Linked DNA regions of Mus musculus: all the other regions are linked to region 1. Evidence: chromatin contacts called from public Hi-C and HiChIP or PLAC-seq data. All regions are on one chromosome and are shown on one strand. Each heading gives the region's core, a stretch centred on a gene start, on an enhancer-like site or on the middle of the called end of the contact. The rest is flanking DNA. Distances are from core to core; before and after follow the strand shown. Region 1 holds the start of Ahcy (S-adenosylhomocysteine hydrolase). Region 2 overlaps Gss (glutathione synthetase). Region 3 holds the start of Acss2 (acyl-CoA synthetase short-chain family member 2). Region 4 overlaps Ncoa6 (nuclear receptor coactivator 6).

The links. A called contact is a pair of places that touch in the nucleus more often than the background predicts. HiChIP or PLAC-seq counts read pairs in DNA pulled down with a chosen protein or histone mark.
Region 2: a contact with region 1 is called in an HNF4G HiChIP or PLAC-seq map of pancreatic cancer cells. The contact joins the enhancer-like site here to the promoter of Ahcy in region 1. A contact is called at or near these places in 2 of 15 datasets of contacts at CTCF or cohesin (large pre-B cells and stem cell-derived epiblast-like cells) and 4 of 115 datasets of contacts at active chromatin or transcription factors (astrocytes, memory CD8 T cells, pancreatic cancer cells and 1 more).
Region 3: a Hi-C map of CD8 T cells shows a contact between it and region 1, with 4 times the contacts expected there. The contact joins the promoter of Acss2 here to the promoter of Ahcy in region 1. A contact is called at or near these places in 2 of 39 promoter capture datasets (the C10 cell line and pre-B cells), 7 of 484 Hi-C or Micro-C datasets (B cells, CD8 T cells, the G1E-ER4 cell line and 3 more), 1 of 115 datasets of contacts at active chromatin or transcription factors (bone marrow-derived macrophages) and 2 of 9 other capture datasets (adipose tissue and liver).
Region 4: an H3K4me3 HiChIP or PLAC-seq map of pro-B cells shows a contact between it and region 1, with 4 times the contacts expected there. The contact joins the enhancer-like site here to the promoter of Ahcy in region 1. A contact is called at or near these places in 10 of 39 promoter capture datasets (the 3T3-L1 cell line, the HPC-7 cell line, HPC-7-derived erythroid cells and 6 more), 11 of 484 Hi-C or Micro-C datasets (CD4 T cells, the G1E-ER4 cell line, the MC3T3-E1 cell line and 8 more), 10 of 115 datasets of contacts at active chromatin or transcription factors (the HPC-7 cell line, the SCID.adh cell line, acute myeloid leukemia and 4 more) and 2 of 9 other capture datasets (adipose tissue and liver).

Annotation. Positions count from the first base shown.
Region 1 is chr2:155,072,633-155,075,990 of GRCm38.p6, reverse strand. It overlaps Ahcy (S-adenosylhomocysteine hydrolase), which reads left to right and starts at 1,494. Exons shown (of 10, transcript NM_016661.3): 1 at 1,494-1,626. The coding sequence starts at 1,599. Gm39966 (a long non-coding RNA gene) reads left to right here and starts at 1,817. Exons shown (of 2, transcript XR_866885.2): 1 at 1,817-2,041; 2 at 2,285-3,358. Gm45609 (a long non-coding RNA gene) reads right to left here and starts at 1,479. Exons shown (of 3, transcript XR_001783519.2): 1 at 1-1,479.
Region 2 is chr2:155,583,476-155,586,833 of GRCm38.p6, reverse strand. All of the region lies in intron 2 of Gss (glutathione synthetase), which reads left to right. All of the region lies in intron 3 of Gssos2 (a long non-coding RNA gene), which reads right to left. Among named protein-coding and RNA genes, the nearest start is that of Gss, 7.7 kb to the left of the region's middle. Within about 2 kb of position 1,518, at least 42 of the 459 cell types and tissues checked have an H3K27ac peak or open chromatin away from gene starts, as enhancers often do. A contact at or near this core is called in pancreatic cancer cells, where this site is marked.
Region 3 is chr2:155,516,545-155,519,902 of GRCm38.p6, reverse strand. It overlaps Acss2 (acyl-CoA synthetase short-chain family member 2), which reads right to left and starts at 1,860. Exons shown (of 18, transcript NM_019811.3): 1 at 1,619-1,860. The coding sequence starts at 1,796.
Region 4 is chr2:155,403,137-155,406,494 of GRCm38.p6, reverse strand. It overlaps Ncoa6 (nuclear receptor coactivator 6), which reads left to right. Exons shown (of 14, transcript NM_019825.3): 10 at 1-1,020. Among named protein-coding and RNA genes, the nearest start is that of Trp53inp2, 23 kb to the right of the region's middle. Within about 2 kb of position 1,639, at least 68 of the 459 cell types and tissues checked have an H3K27ac peak or open chromatin away from gene starts, as enhancers often do. A contact at or near this core is called in the HPC-7 cell line, acute myeloid leukemia, adipose tissue and 4 more, where this site is marked.

The DNA.
Region 1 (3,358 bases), core at 245-2,744:
TCAGTTTTGGTCAGAAAAATCTCCTTTTGTAGCAAATGACAGGTAATGCAAATGACCATGGCTGGTCGAGGTGCTGAGTGTGACTGTCTCAGATCATATCACGCCCTTTCAAAGCTCAGGGGAACACCATAGGAGGAGGAGCAGAAAGAACGTAAGAACTGGATGGAGGGGAGGAGGGTTGTGGACCCACACGGCATGGCCGTTGCAATCAGAACTCACAACTGCAGCTATTTGCCCAGGACCTGCACAACACTGGATCCCCAGCAACATTCAGTCATGGATGGGGGAGGTGTCCCGGGACATTGCTAAAATTCCCTCCTAGGAGACAGAAGCAAAATCTACACCTCCTCCCAAATAAACTGAGGTATGATTCTGCGGAAGATCCTTCTGGGGGAACCGGTGAGGTCAGTGAGCTTCCTGACAACGCATACACAGGTCAGGGGGTACTTACCAGATAGGGGTATGAATGATGCTTTTCCCCAAAGACCACAGCTGGAGACCACACCTCAACCAGCAGGGATGAGGGCCTCGCCAGTAGACGGGTAGCTGGAACCTACTTCCCTGACTACATACTCTAGTCCTTCCCTGAGGTCATGTTCAGTTTAGGCAGAATTGCATATAACAGGAGGTAGGGTGCAGCTGGACACCCAGGAGAAGGTCTTGTGACCCTCCTTGTTACTCCATGAGGAGACAGATAAGTCCAACGGAGGCCAACTTTTTACAAAGGGGCCAACTGAACTCCCCAGAGATGGTATATGCACACAACATGGGGCCTGGTTTCCTTCCTGAAAGCTAGCCGCTGAGAGCCGCTGAGAGAGAAGTCATACTCTTCAGGTGTATAGTCATTGGTGAGTTATCTATGCTCCTGCGGATAGCTCCGCAGTCATTTCCATGTGAGCAGCCTGTGAATCACCAAGAAAGACTACCGAATGAGAAGGTGTTGAGGAGGGGGTGGGGGCGAGCAAGGAAAGGCAAACAGAGGGAGGAGAGAGTGACACAATTGCAACCGGTGATTTTTCTTTCTTTGTTTTTGAGATAGGGCCTCACTCTGTAGCCTCGGTTGGCCTGGAACTAATTAGCGATAGAGCAGACTGGCCTCGAATTTGTGACAAATCTCCTGGCTCTGGCTCCAGAGCGGGAGATTTCAGACACTGTCTCCAGAGTGGGGATTCACAGGCACATACCACTAGGCCCAGCTCTTTACTTTGATCTTGCAAGAGTTTTACAATTGAAGCAGTTAAGGCTCAGGTTAGTAAATTGGCTAGAGTCTAAGAATTCTGCCTTGTTTTGACCTCTGATTCACTGGCTGGACGGATGGGAGAAGAACCGCCTCTCTCCACGCTCCCTCCTAGTCGAGTGCCAGGGGTCCAAAGGCCACAGTGCACAAAATTTATGATTTTTGAGGCAGAGATCAGCCTTGCTCCCGCTCCGCTCAACGCCTCGAGCTAGGCTCCGCCCCTAAGTTTCAGCCCCCAGCAGGTTCATGAATATTCAAATAAGAAGATATTTAAAGACGCCGGCGCCAGGCGTAGATCCCTGCCCCGCGCCGCCCGGCCCCCTTCACTGAGTTCATCAGTCCTAGCGGAAGCGCCGCCAGCATGTCTGATAAACTGCCCTACAAAGTCGGTGAGTCCCAAGGGTTCAGTCCTCCGTGGCGACTCGGCTCCCGTCCTGGGTTTGTTGTCAGTACCGACCTGCGTCTTGTTTAGGTGGCGGCTTCGGGGCGCCCCGGGACCCCTAGAATCGCTGGCCTGGCCGCGCAGGTGCCCGGGGATTGGAGTCCACACGCCGCCGAGAGCCAGGAGTGGGAAACGGCCGCGGACTACAAGTCCCGGCGTGCCCCGCGGTAGGCGCCCAGAGCGGCAGCGCGGGCTGTGATCTTTGGTCGGGCAGCGTGCTCCTGTCGGAGAGACTGGCCATTGGGAAGCGGCCCTAGAGGCCCAGACCCTGGCCCTGGCGTTTGGCGGCTTGGGTGGCCCCTAGCAAGGGCCCACCGTCTTCTGGGCCTTGAGCAGGGCCGGAGAGAGCATCAGTGTTCTAGGTGCTAATGAGGAGAGGCCTGGAAACGGCTAGTCTCGGTGCAACGGGAACTTAGGGTCCCATCTGCTCAATCTCTGGGATATCTAGTGGATGTCTAGAAAATTTGGAGTGGTTAGAAATTACTGTTCGTTTTGTCCCGATTATAGAAAGCTGTCTGAGTAAACACACCTTAACTTGAGCGTTTACAGTGGGATGGGCACTGCCTTATAGCATTATTCTAGACTAACCCGTCTTATTATTGTAGCTCTCCATGGAAGGAACGGTTTTATGTTTACAATGAATATCCAGAGGTATAAAGGGCATTTTCCCAGAATCTTGTAACTGGAAAGCAGCTGGTTAGAATTTGGACTCAGGACATCATGACCTCTAAGCTCATCTCTTCCACTGCTGTCTGTATACAAGGCAATACACTTGAAACAACCCTAATGGAATTTCAACACAATCCAATTCAAACTGTGCCTAGTGACACAAGCTTGTAATCCCAGCCCTGCTATCACTACTGAGGCCAAGGAATCGATCAGCTCATTTCAGAGGTCAGCCTGGGCATACAGTGAATTCCAGACCAACCTGGACAAGATGGGGAGACCCTATCAAAACAAAACTACAAACCAAACAAACAGAAAAACAAAGCAATTCAGGCTGGTTAGCTTTTAAAATAATTTCAATACTCTATTAAATTGGAAAGGGTCCTCAAAGGGAGATGAATGCTATCCCATTACACAGGAACCTAGGGAAGTGGCTTTGCAAATTCTTATTAAGATAGTTAATCAGCCAGCAGGGCAGTTTATTGTCTCCACTGGGTAGATGCTAAGACTGAAGCCCAGAGAGGTTTAAGTCAGTGTTGTCTTGGCGGAAGAGCTAGAATGGAGGCTCGACATACTGTGTAGGGAGGGATTGGGAGGGGGGGGGACCACAGATTGTATGGATGAAGATTGGGAGGGGGGGACCACAGATTGTATGGATGAAGATAAGGCTGGGTTCTTGCCTGTGTAAGGGTGGAGGCATGATTTGCCCATCAAGTAGGGTATGCTGTATGCTAGACCTTACTCGTTTGGCATTTCCTATGATCCTTGGGCTCAGGTTCAAGTTGATTCTCCTTATTTTGAAGAAGTGGGTTTAGAAAGGGTTCCACAGTTCCGTCTGGCGTTATGGGCAGTAGTCAGTTACCATGTGGGTGCAGGGGCTTGAACTCAGGCCCTCTAGAAGAGCAGCCAGAGAGCTCTTAACCACCAAGCCATCTTTCCAGCCCCCTCCTTCCTTTTTCCCCTCTATTTCATTCATTATTTCTTTTTCTTTTTCCTTGTCCTGTACCATCTCT
Region 2 (3,358 bases), core at 269-2,768, 510 kb before region 1:
GGCCAGCCTGGTCTACAGAGTAAATTTCAGGACAGCCAGGGCTCGAAAAACAACAACAAATCCAAGTTGAAACATACATATTATTCTGTCATGTGTTTTAAATTTTTGTTTAGCAATCTATTTAAGGAATTAACCTTATGTGAGGGTTAGCTTCCTTTGTCTAATGTTTTTTGTTTCTGTTTTTGTTTTTTATTGCCAAGGAATTTAACAAATTAAATGTTGAAAAGTAAAGGCCAGGGACTGGAGAGATAGTTCAGTGGTTAAGAGCACTGACTGCTCTTCCAGAGGTCCTGAGTTCAATTCCCAGCAACCACATGGTGGCTCACATCCATCTGTAATGGGATCTGATGCCCCCTTCTGGTGTGTCTAAGAGAACAATAGTGTACTCGCATATATAAAGTTATAAAGTCAATAAATCTGAAGGAGAAGGAGGAGGAGGAGGAAAAAAATAAAGGCCAAATTTCAGTTCTCATTTAGTTGCTTATTCTACTTACTCTTAGGCATACTTTCCCCTAATGGTAACACTCAATAGTATTGTTTTATGATACAAAGATTAAACACTCATTGGTACATCAAAGGTGTGTGTGCGAGTGCGTACACACACACACTTTGGCATTTTGAGACAGGGTTTCTCTGTATCATACTCCTTCTCCTGGGCTCAGTCGCACTTATGAGGCAGGAGGATTGCTTAAAAGCATGAATTTGAGACCAGCTTGACAACATCCTGAGATACTTTCCTACTCTCCTGTCTCGTCTCTGAGTGGCTGTGCTTGCTGTCTTGTATACCTCTGCAGTCAGCCCTTTCTCCCTCTTTGTGTGCAAAGGCGCTTACTAGATCAGCCTTGCTGTATTTTGCTGCTTCTTTTCATTCCCAATCCCACTTCTTTCTCCCCTTTTTTTCTTTTCTTTCTAGCCCTCCCTTTCTCTGCGCCCCCCCCCCCGCCCCGTGAATTTATTCCGAACCACACCCTGCTCTATGCCAGGGCGGTCTTGACATGGCTCTCAGCCAGAGGCTCTCACCTTTGGAGTGTGGGTTTAGTTGGAGTCTGTAACAGAGAATAAATTTAAGGAATGTCATTGGACTGGGAGGCGCAGGCAGCATGCAGTGTGCAGTTAACTGTCATTTATTGAACACTCATTGTGTGTCGGGCTTTATTCTAATTACTTTGGAACTGCTGACTCATTTAACCTTCACAGCCACAGAGATGAGGAAATCTCAGCTCGGAGAAGTTAAGTAACCCGACTGAGGTCACTGAGGTCGTGGGAAGATTGGCAGAGCCGGACTCTAATCCCACGGAGTTAGGCTCTCAAGGCAGGCTCTGCACATTCCCACCCTGCCGGTCTTTCTTGGGACACCCGATAGAAGTAGCGATTCATTTTGATCAGAGGTAAAATGGTGAATGATAGACAGACTGAGCTAAAAAGACAAATGGGGGACACCCCCAAAGTACGGAGAGGGCAAAAATGTTCAAAGAATGCAGCTGAAAGGCAGGGCTGGTCAATGGGTGGACTCAGGTGAAGTCAGACAGCCCATCTGACCTTTTGATTCTGGGCAGAGGGGACTGTGACCTTCACCCTGTAGATCGATGCAGCAGATCAGCCCCGTGAGGGTTTAAGATTTGACACCTGCAGCGTTAGACAGGGACTTCATTTTGAACTGCTAACACATGAGCTAGGTGAACTGTCCAAAAGCATATCCAGTGTAGAGTAAGACTCCTTCCCCCAGCCGCCGTTTCCCTCGGAGGCAAGCCATCTTTACATTTTTGTTAGTGTTGTCTTCTTCCCTTTTTCAAGAAAAAAAAAGTTAGCAGCATTTCTATTTTTAAATATTTATTCTTATTTTATGTGTTTATGTGTGTGCCCAAGTGTATGTATGTGCACTACCTACAGATGCCAGAAGAAACTTCAGGTCCTCTGGAACTCTACTTACAGGCGGTTGGAAGCTGCCATGTGGGTGTTGGGAGTTGAACTGAGGGCCTCTGTAAGAGCAACTGGTGCTCTTGACTACTGAGCCATCTTCATACCAGCATTTTTTTTTTTCTTTTAAAAAAGGCCGGACCAACACTAAAACAGTAGGGTCTGGGGAGGTTGGGTCATTTTTTGAAGTACCCATGAGCAAGCATGAGAACCTGAGTTCAGACCCCAGAATCCATCCCTGGCACAGTAGTAGACACCTGCAACCCCAGATCTGTGGAGTTCACTGGCTAGCCAGCCTGTCCAGTCTGTGACTTTCAGGTTTAGTGAAAGACCTTGTCTCAAAAAATGAAGGTGGAGAGGGCAAGACACCCAACTCTCAGTATACATGCACTTGCCCACACTGCCAAGTATATACACCATACACACATGCAAATAATATAATAAATATAACAACAACAATAAAAAGTTACTCAGTTTATCTATGCAAATCAAACTGGGAAGGTGTGGTAGCTCAGGCCTGTAATTCCAGCACTTGGGAAATGGAGTCAGGAGGAGCAGAAGTTCTAGACTGGACCACTAGATGGCTCTGTGGGCAAAGGCACCTGCCGCTGAACTTTAAGGACCTGAGTTTGATTCCATAACCTAGTGGTCGAAGGAAAGACTCAGTTCCCACACATTGTCCTTTGAACTTCATTTCATATGCATGCTATAAAGCTATGGAACACATACACATAATATAATATAATATAATACAATATTTTTTAAAAAGAGGCTTAAGCTCAGCCTAGCCTACAGCGAGGCCAGCCTCCTCTATGTGAGACCCTGTCTTCAAACTGACAAACATCATGTGATCTGGGAGTTGCTTGTCCCCCACCTCACTGTTCCTATTGTTCCCTGGTGACAAAACAGAGTGTTATTGTCATACGTGTGCTACTGTTTTCTCTAAAAAGTGAGAGCTGTGTGATTCAGCCCGTGGACAGCAGAGGACAGTTGTGTGCTGGCCATCCTAAATTCAAATAGGTATGATGAGTGCTGGGGTCGGGACAGACAGAAGTCTTGGCAGAAAAACTCTGGCAATGTTTTAGATTGGGTGGGACTTGAGAGAGGCAGTTTCCTGTGTCTTAAAGCCATGTACTTTGGGTGCTGGTCACCTTTTACGTGATCTGTAATAATCCTGCCCCTGTTTTGGTTTTTTGTTTTGTTTTGTTTTTAGATTTTTTGAGACAGAACCTTTCTATATGTGTAAAAAGGAAATCATATATTTGTGTGTGTCTGTGTGTGTGTGTGTGTATTTGTCTTGGGGAGAGGACTGGGTGACTCAAGCCAAAGTGGGATTGAGACATACTTCTCACTATGTACCTTAGCTCTTTTATTTTGATTTATTTGTTTTTTTTGGTTTTTTTTTTTTTTAATTCGAGACAGGGTCTCTCTACCTACCCCT
Region 3 (3,358 bases), core at 611-3,110, 440 kb before region 1:
TAAGGTGTAAAAGTGATATGAGAAGATGATGATAGAAGAAATTTATAGTTTAGGATAATGCCATTGACACTACCAGAAAATTAGGGCAAGAAAGAAAAGAATAAATTGGGGAAGAAAGCAGATTTGTAAACCTTACTCACAGACTTGTTTTGCTCAGTATAACATCATCAAAGTGTGTGAAATTAAAAAAAAAGTGTGTGAAATACAAATAAATTGTCTATAGTCCTGTGAAACTTGGGAACAAAATGTAAGTGAAAATCACGGTGTGAGGCTATATACATGGAAGAGGAATTACTGTGTAGTGCTAGCTTACCCCAGGGAAATAGATGTAAGTCGCAATAGAAGAAAATACACAGAAAGAGAATGGAAAAGACACCCGAGGACTCAAAGTTGGACACTACTTGTAGCAATGAACAACTTCGCAATTGATTCGATAATGTTTTGCATTGTTCAGTATCTGCCTCATCCACATTGTTCTTAAACATTTAAATCATTACTTATTTAATGTCTGCTGGGTATCAACTATTCGATAATGGACCCTTTTATTACCCACTTTGGACTTTTTAATTTATGAATCTAGTGTTAGCTTTCCTATCTTAGAGATGAATACATTCAATATAAGTTTTTAAATCTGCCTAAGACTGCAAGCAAAGCTATGTATGTATTTTTCGGGCAGGATTTGTGGCTTGTGTTTACCTTACTACCAAATATCATGCTCCCTCTCAGCCAGGACGTGGTGGTAGGCCAGAGTCTCACTATGGAGCCGTGGCTGTTCTGGAACTACCTACGTAGAGCAGGCTGGCCTTGAACTTACAAAGACCTGCCTCTGCCTCCCCAGTGCACGGGATTAAAGGCCTGGCCAGATCGTGGTTTTGCACCCTAAACTGTCCTGACACTTAAGAACGTGTCAAGGCATAGAATTGTCTCTCAGACTCTGAGTTACTAGAATTTAGATCCAATTTTGGTTTTTTTAAGCAAAAAAACAAAACAAAACAAAACAAAACAAAACAAAACAAACAGGCTTGGTGGTAAACCTCACTCCGTCTTGTTTTGTTCACTATACCATCAAAACAACCAAAGCATCGGCATACTGACAACTCGTACAGTTGTGTATTGGGATTGCTGTCATTTTACACAGAGGCAGGACTCCTAGATGGGAAACAGACTTGCACTGACGCTGAGCAAAACGAGATGGGTGCATTCGTTAAAGGTCTGAGGGAGGCATGGTTGAATTGGAGGCAAAGGTGATTCTCTTCAGGGCTCTCCTTCCCTCAAGGTTCACCCTTGCTCCTTGGAGCCCTTCCTTTCACCTCGAGGGCTCTCTCAGGGAACTTTCTCCTCACCGATCCCCGCTTCTTCTCACGGAACCCGCATCTCCTCGTGAAAACTCGCATCTCCCAAAACTGCCAAGTCGCCAGAGAGTGCCCCAACTTCTAGGAAGTCTCGCCTCACAGATGCCTCCTTCTTCTCACAGAACGCCATCTCTTTCGAATCCCTTTTCCATGTCCCTCAGGGACCCTCCATCTCCTCCCTTTCTAACGGAGCTCGGTAAATCTCCCTCGGACTCCCGCTCCTCTGCTCACTGGCGCCCCCAAGAGTCGCTCGGGCCCAGCCTCACCCCGTGGCTCCTCCACAGAACGCCGGTGCAGCTCGCGGTAGCGCTGCAGAGAGGGGACGTGCGCCGAGCGTCTGACCTCCGGCGGCGGGGACCAACCCCGCACCCGGCCCTCGGCGCCGGTCTCCTCACGAGCCCGGCTTCCACTGCCGCTCTTGCGCCGCTCCTCGGGAAGCCCCATCGCATCAAGTTCCGAACACCTTGTCCGCCGTTGCGGTCGCTGCGGGTGCCGGGGCGGGGAAAACAGGTCGACCCTAGAGGCGGGGCCTCGGGTGAGGGCGGAGCCTGAGGCTAGAGGCCGTGCTCTAGGCATCCAATAGTGGGTAGGGCCGTGCGTGAAGGGGCGGGGTCAGCAAAAACCGCTGAAGACAAGGGGTAAGGGCGGAGCTGTCTTGCCGGAAGGGGTGGAGCCGTAGTGAAAGCAGAAGGAATGGTCAGGGAATGACAGGAGAGGGGTGGGGCCTTGGAATGACAGTGGAGGGGCGGGGCCAGAGGTGACAGGCGAGGAGGCGGGCCCGTGGAGTGATGGGGTGTAGCCCGGCTGGATGTGACACGAGAGGAGGCAAGGCTGTGGAGTGACCAAGTTAGGGTCTTGGAGTGACAAGGGTTGGGTTACGGCGCCGCGCAGCTTGAGACATGAAAGGCTGGCTAATAAGAGGCATTGTGTCATCCGTTGTGCAATTACCGTGGTCTGATTGCGTGATCCTGTCACTCCAGAGTTGGATAGCCAAGTGCAGTACAGTTCCTTCTGGGTGACACTCCACAGTCTCCCACCGAACAGCACCCCTATTCCGTTCCCATGGAAAAATTCCTCCGCGACCTTGAGGGCACAGATCCCCAATATGAACCTTCCTGCTAACTCGTTCTGATTCTCTCCCACCTCTTAGGACATGTCATTCTTTTTGCCTCCATAAATCTCCATCCTGATGTAAAGTACAAGACTCTTAAGTGAAGACGAGGAGGATCCTTCAGATATTGGCTCCAAACGCACAAATTCTCTTAGCACTAAAGGTAAATTCAGAAAAGGAAGGGAAATGTCACAAAGTCGGGGAGCAGATAAAGATCAAGTTATGGTCAGATCTGAGTTCTTGTATTGTTTGTTTTTACTAACATAAACAGAAAGCCAGATCTTAAAATACAAGGTCTATGCAATATAAAATAATACAAGTATAAAGAGGAAAAATTACATTCTTTAATTCACCTAAGTACACACCTATCTGCCACAAATTGAGTTTACTTCCCTCTGGCGTCCCTCTATCCTCTTCACCCAAAAGGAAGCCGAGCAGGACACCCTCCACTTCCTTCCTACAGTTATCACCAAGGACTACCTCATCTTACAATTCAGACTGTCAAAACAAGGATCTTTAATTATTTAGCTACAAGAGTGAATCTGAGGTCTGAAGCAGCCAGCTCCTGCCATTTAATGTCTACTTAGGGCTTGTGACCCATCAACTCACCTGCTACACTGATCTTTGTCCAACTGACCATATGCTTAGCCCACCCTAAACTGAAAAACACATGCTCAGACATATGATCCAGAGCCAACCCAATCCTGAGGGGAGGTTTTAAGGCTCACTAAGCACATACAGACCTTGTAGAATAGACAAGGGTCTCAGCGAGGGAACAGATACTTTCTCAAGGAGACATCAACCCCTCTGAACAAATACACACTTCATTGAAATTGCACAAACTATATTAAGAAGGCAGAGCTTTTTCTGGAGGTCTCAGACCCCTCGGAAAAGC
Region 4 (3,358 bases), core at 390-2,889, 330 kb before region 1:
TGTCAACAGTCGTCACAATGCCCAACGTGGGTAACAAAGTTATGGTTTCTGAAGGACAGTCAGCTGCTCAGTCTAATGCCCGGCCTCAGTTCATTACACCTGTCTTTATCAACTCATCTTCAATAATTCAGGTTATGAAAGGATCACAGCCAAGCACAATTCCTGCAACCCCATTGACAACCAACAGTGGCCTGATGCCTCCCTCTGTCGCAGTTGTTGGACCTTTACACATACCTCAGAACATAAAATTTTCTTCAGCTCCTGTAACACCTAATGTCCCCTCCAGTAGTCCTGCTCCAAATATACAGACAGGTCGGCCATTGGTCCTTAGCTCACGAGCCACTCCTGTTCAGCTGCCTTCCCCTCCTTGTACATCCTCTCCAGTTGTCGCTCCTAATCCTTCTGTCCAGCAAGTAAAAGAATTAAATCCAGATGAGGCTAGTCCTCAGACGAACACCTCAGCAGACCAGAGCACTCTGCCTCCTTCACAGCCAACCACAGTAGTTTCTCCCCTTTTGACCAATAGTCCAGGCTCCTCTGCCAATCGTCGAAGCCCAGTCTCATCCAGTAAGGGCAAAGGAAAAGTGGACAAAATTGGCCAGATTTTGCTGACCAAGGCTTGTAAGAAAGTTACAGGCTCTCTGGAGAAAGGGGAAGAACAATATGGTGCAGATGGAGAGACTGAAGGCCCAGGGCTAGAGATCACAACTCCTGGGCTAATGGGAACAGAGCAGTGCTCCACAGAGCTGGACAGTAAAACCCCAACACCCTCAGCACCCACTCTACTAAAAATGACCTCTAGCCCCATGGGCCCAAGCTCCACCTCAACAGGACCCATCTTACCTGGCGGTGCTCTTCCCACCAGTGTACGCTCAATAGTAACCACATTGGTACCCTCTGAGCTCATCTCCACAGCGCCAACCACAAAAGGCAATCATGGTGGCGTAACATCTGAGCCACTTGCAGGTGGCCTAGTGGAGGAGAAGGTGGGATCCCATCCAGAGCTTCTACCCAGCATAGGTATGTACTTGAGCTTGGCATCAGCTCCTCATGTCAGGTTTTTGCTGGCCTGTCCCACAAGAGAGAAAGCACAGCCCTTTTCTACTTAAAAGAAGAAAAATGGCAGTTGTAGATTTACTTACTGAAAGTACATTGAAAAATATGCTTTTAAATGCCATGTTCAGTTTATATTCATTAACATGGTTCTTTCCTGGCTTCTGAACTGATTCATGTTTCATTTTCATGTGTATATATGTTCCTCAGTTTTAAAAAGCATTTTCATACATACTATCTCACATCATCTTTATACCAACCATTGATATAGTCTTATTCCTTCCTGTGGGTGAAAAGATTGAAGCTCAGAAATGTCTAATATTTGTTGAGCCTATACTCTTTTATGTCTCTGGCCTGGCATCATCCCTTGAGTGTGAACAACAACTTCTTTATGCCCCTCCCATTGTACTTCTTGCCTTGTTCTCACTGTATGCTAACTCAGGGGCCTTTCTGTTTGGACTGCTCCAGAAAAGCTTACCAGAAAACCAGATTTCATGATAAGCAAAGGAAGATCTGAGTGGGGAAAAGTCAGATAGACTTGCAGTATTTGCCAGCTCAATGGGCTGGGACAAGTCTCACTTCCTCCTTTGTAATGTGGAGACAGTCATAGTCACAAGATTTCAGTGAGGTAATGAATGCTTAGCACATGCTTAGCACAGAACCTAAAATACGGTAATATGGTTTAAGTGTTATTGCCTGTTTCCTTTGGACATGGCCTCTTAGTAAACTGCATTAGTGGACATCTAGTTCAAGTTATTTCTTGTGCACTAGGTCAGTGGTTAGTACTGGAAACAGGTGTCTTTATACCTCCTTTCTCCTGTATGGCTCAAGTAGTGCAGAAGCTCCACATACCTAGAGATAAGTTAGTCATAGCTAGGGGCCTCTGCAGTATCTAAGCCAGCTAATAATACCTCTTTTATTTATGCAGCTAAAATACTTTGAGTGCCTACCAATTAGGAGGAGGAGCAGAAAGGATACCAGCTTCAGGTTATGATCAGAGTTCAAATTTTAGCTCCACTGGTTGCCAGTTACAGTCTGGTGAGTTCCTCGTACTTCACCTGTAAAGTGGAGATTATAATTTTACCACCCAGGATATGTAGGATTCAGTGAGAGAACTTGAATATCAAGTGCCAGCTTACTGCCCCAGACATAGCTCTAGAAAGGTTCCGTCCCTTCTTTCTCCCTCTTACCTAAAGAGATACAAGAAGGGGTGAAGACCTGCAAAGAGTTCAATGTCCCTACGAGAGAGAGACTTTGCTGGGGACGGCTCTGTGTTTCAAGGTTGAATTTTGTTGATGTAGGTGACTATAAGAATTAAAAAGAAAGCTGAGCATGGTGGTGCACACATGCAGCACGTGGGAGAGGAGGTAAGATGGAGAGCAGAGCCACTCTCGGCTACAGACTTGAGTTTGAGGCCAAGCTAAGCTACATGAGACCTTGTGTAAACCAGAAGGAACTGGTGTGGCTTAAGTATGTTCTCTGATGCTTGATATTTCCATTTCTGTTTCCTTCTAGGGAACTTTTTCCTTTAATACTAAGAGAATAATGATGAAATAATTAGAAAATATTTTTATTTGAATCACAATTGATAGTAGAGAAACATAAGTTTTAGGGAGATGAACCAGCAATTAAGCTACTAAGCAGAGAGAAATCTACAAAATTCAGTTTCCATCAAAGGGTAAAACTTACTGTTGTAGTTTATCAAGAATTTTAAGCTATAGTGTTAAGATGGAAGGCATACCCTTGATAGCCCTGGCATACTTAAGCCTTAAGTCTTTACTGTACAGTCCATAAAGTTGTGTTCCAGAGTGTCTCGTGTGTTCTAGTTCTAGGGTCTAAGTCTGTTCTGTCTTTCAAAGACTCATGCTGACATTTCTACCTGAAATATTCCTTTACATTTTCAGCCTAGAGTATTCTTTTCCTTTGGACTCCCATGGCACTTTATATTTTATGTGTCTCTTTCCATATGACATCATAGTGGAGTACACTGTATGTATCTGTCTTACCTTTCATAATAGGGTGAGCTGCCTATAGAAAGTTCTTATAGCTATTTGTTAGAAAAGTAAATAATACTATATTGATTTATTTATTAAGTATATATTTATTGTCTGTTTTATGCCCATCACTCTTGCTAGTTGCTATAGAAAAGTACAGAATTGTGTGTTTTGGTAATCAAGGAGTGTGTGTAGAATCTCTGCTGGGGTTACATAATTTTTTTTTAAATGTTGAGATGAGTGGTATAGCCATTCTAAAAGAAGCTAGCTTGCTTACTAAGATATAGTTTTCAGCTTTTTAAGAAAACAGC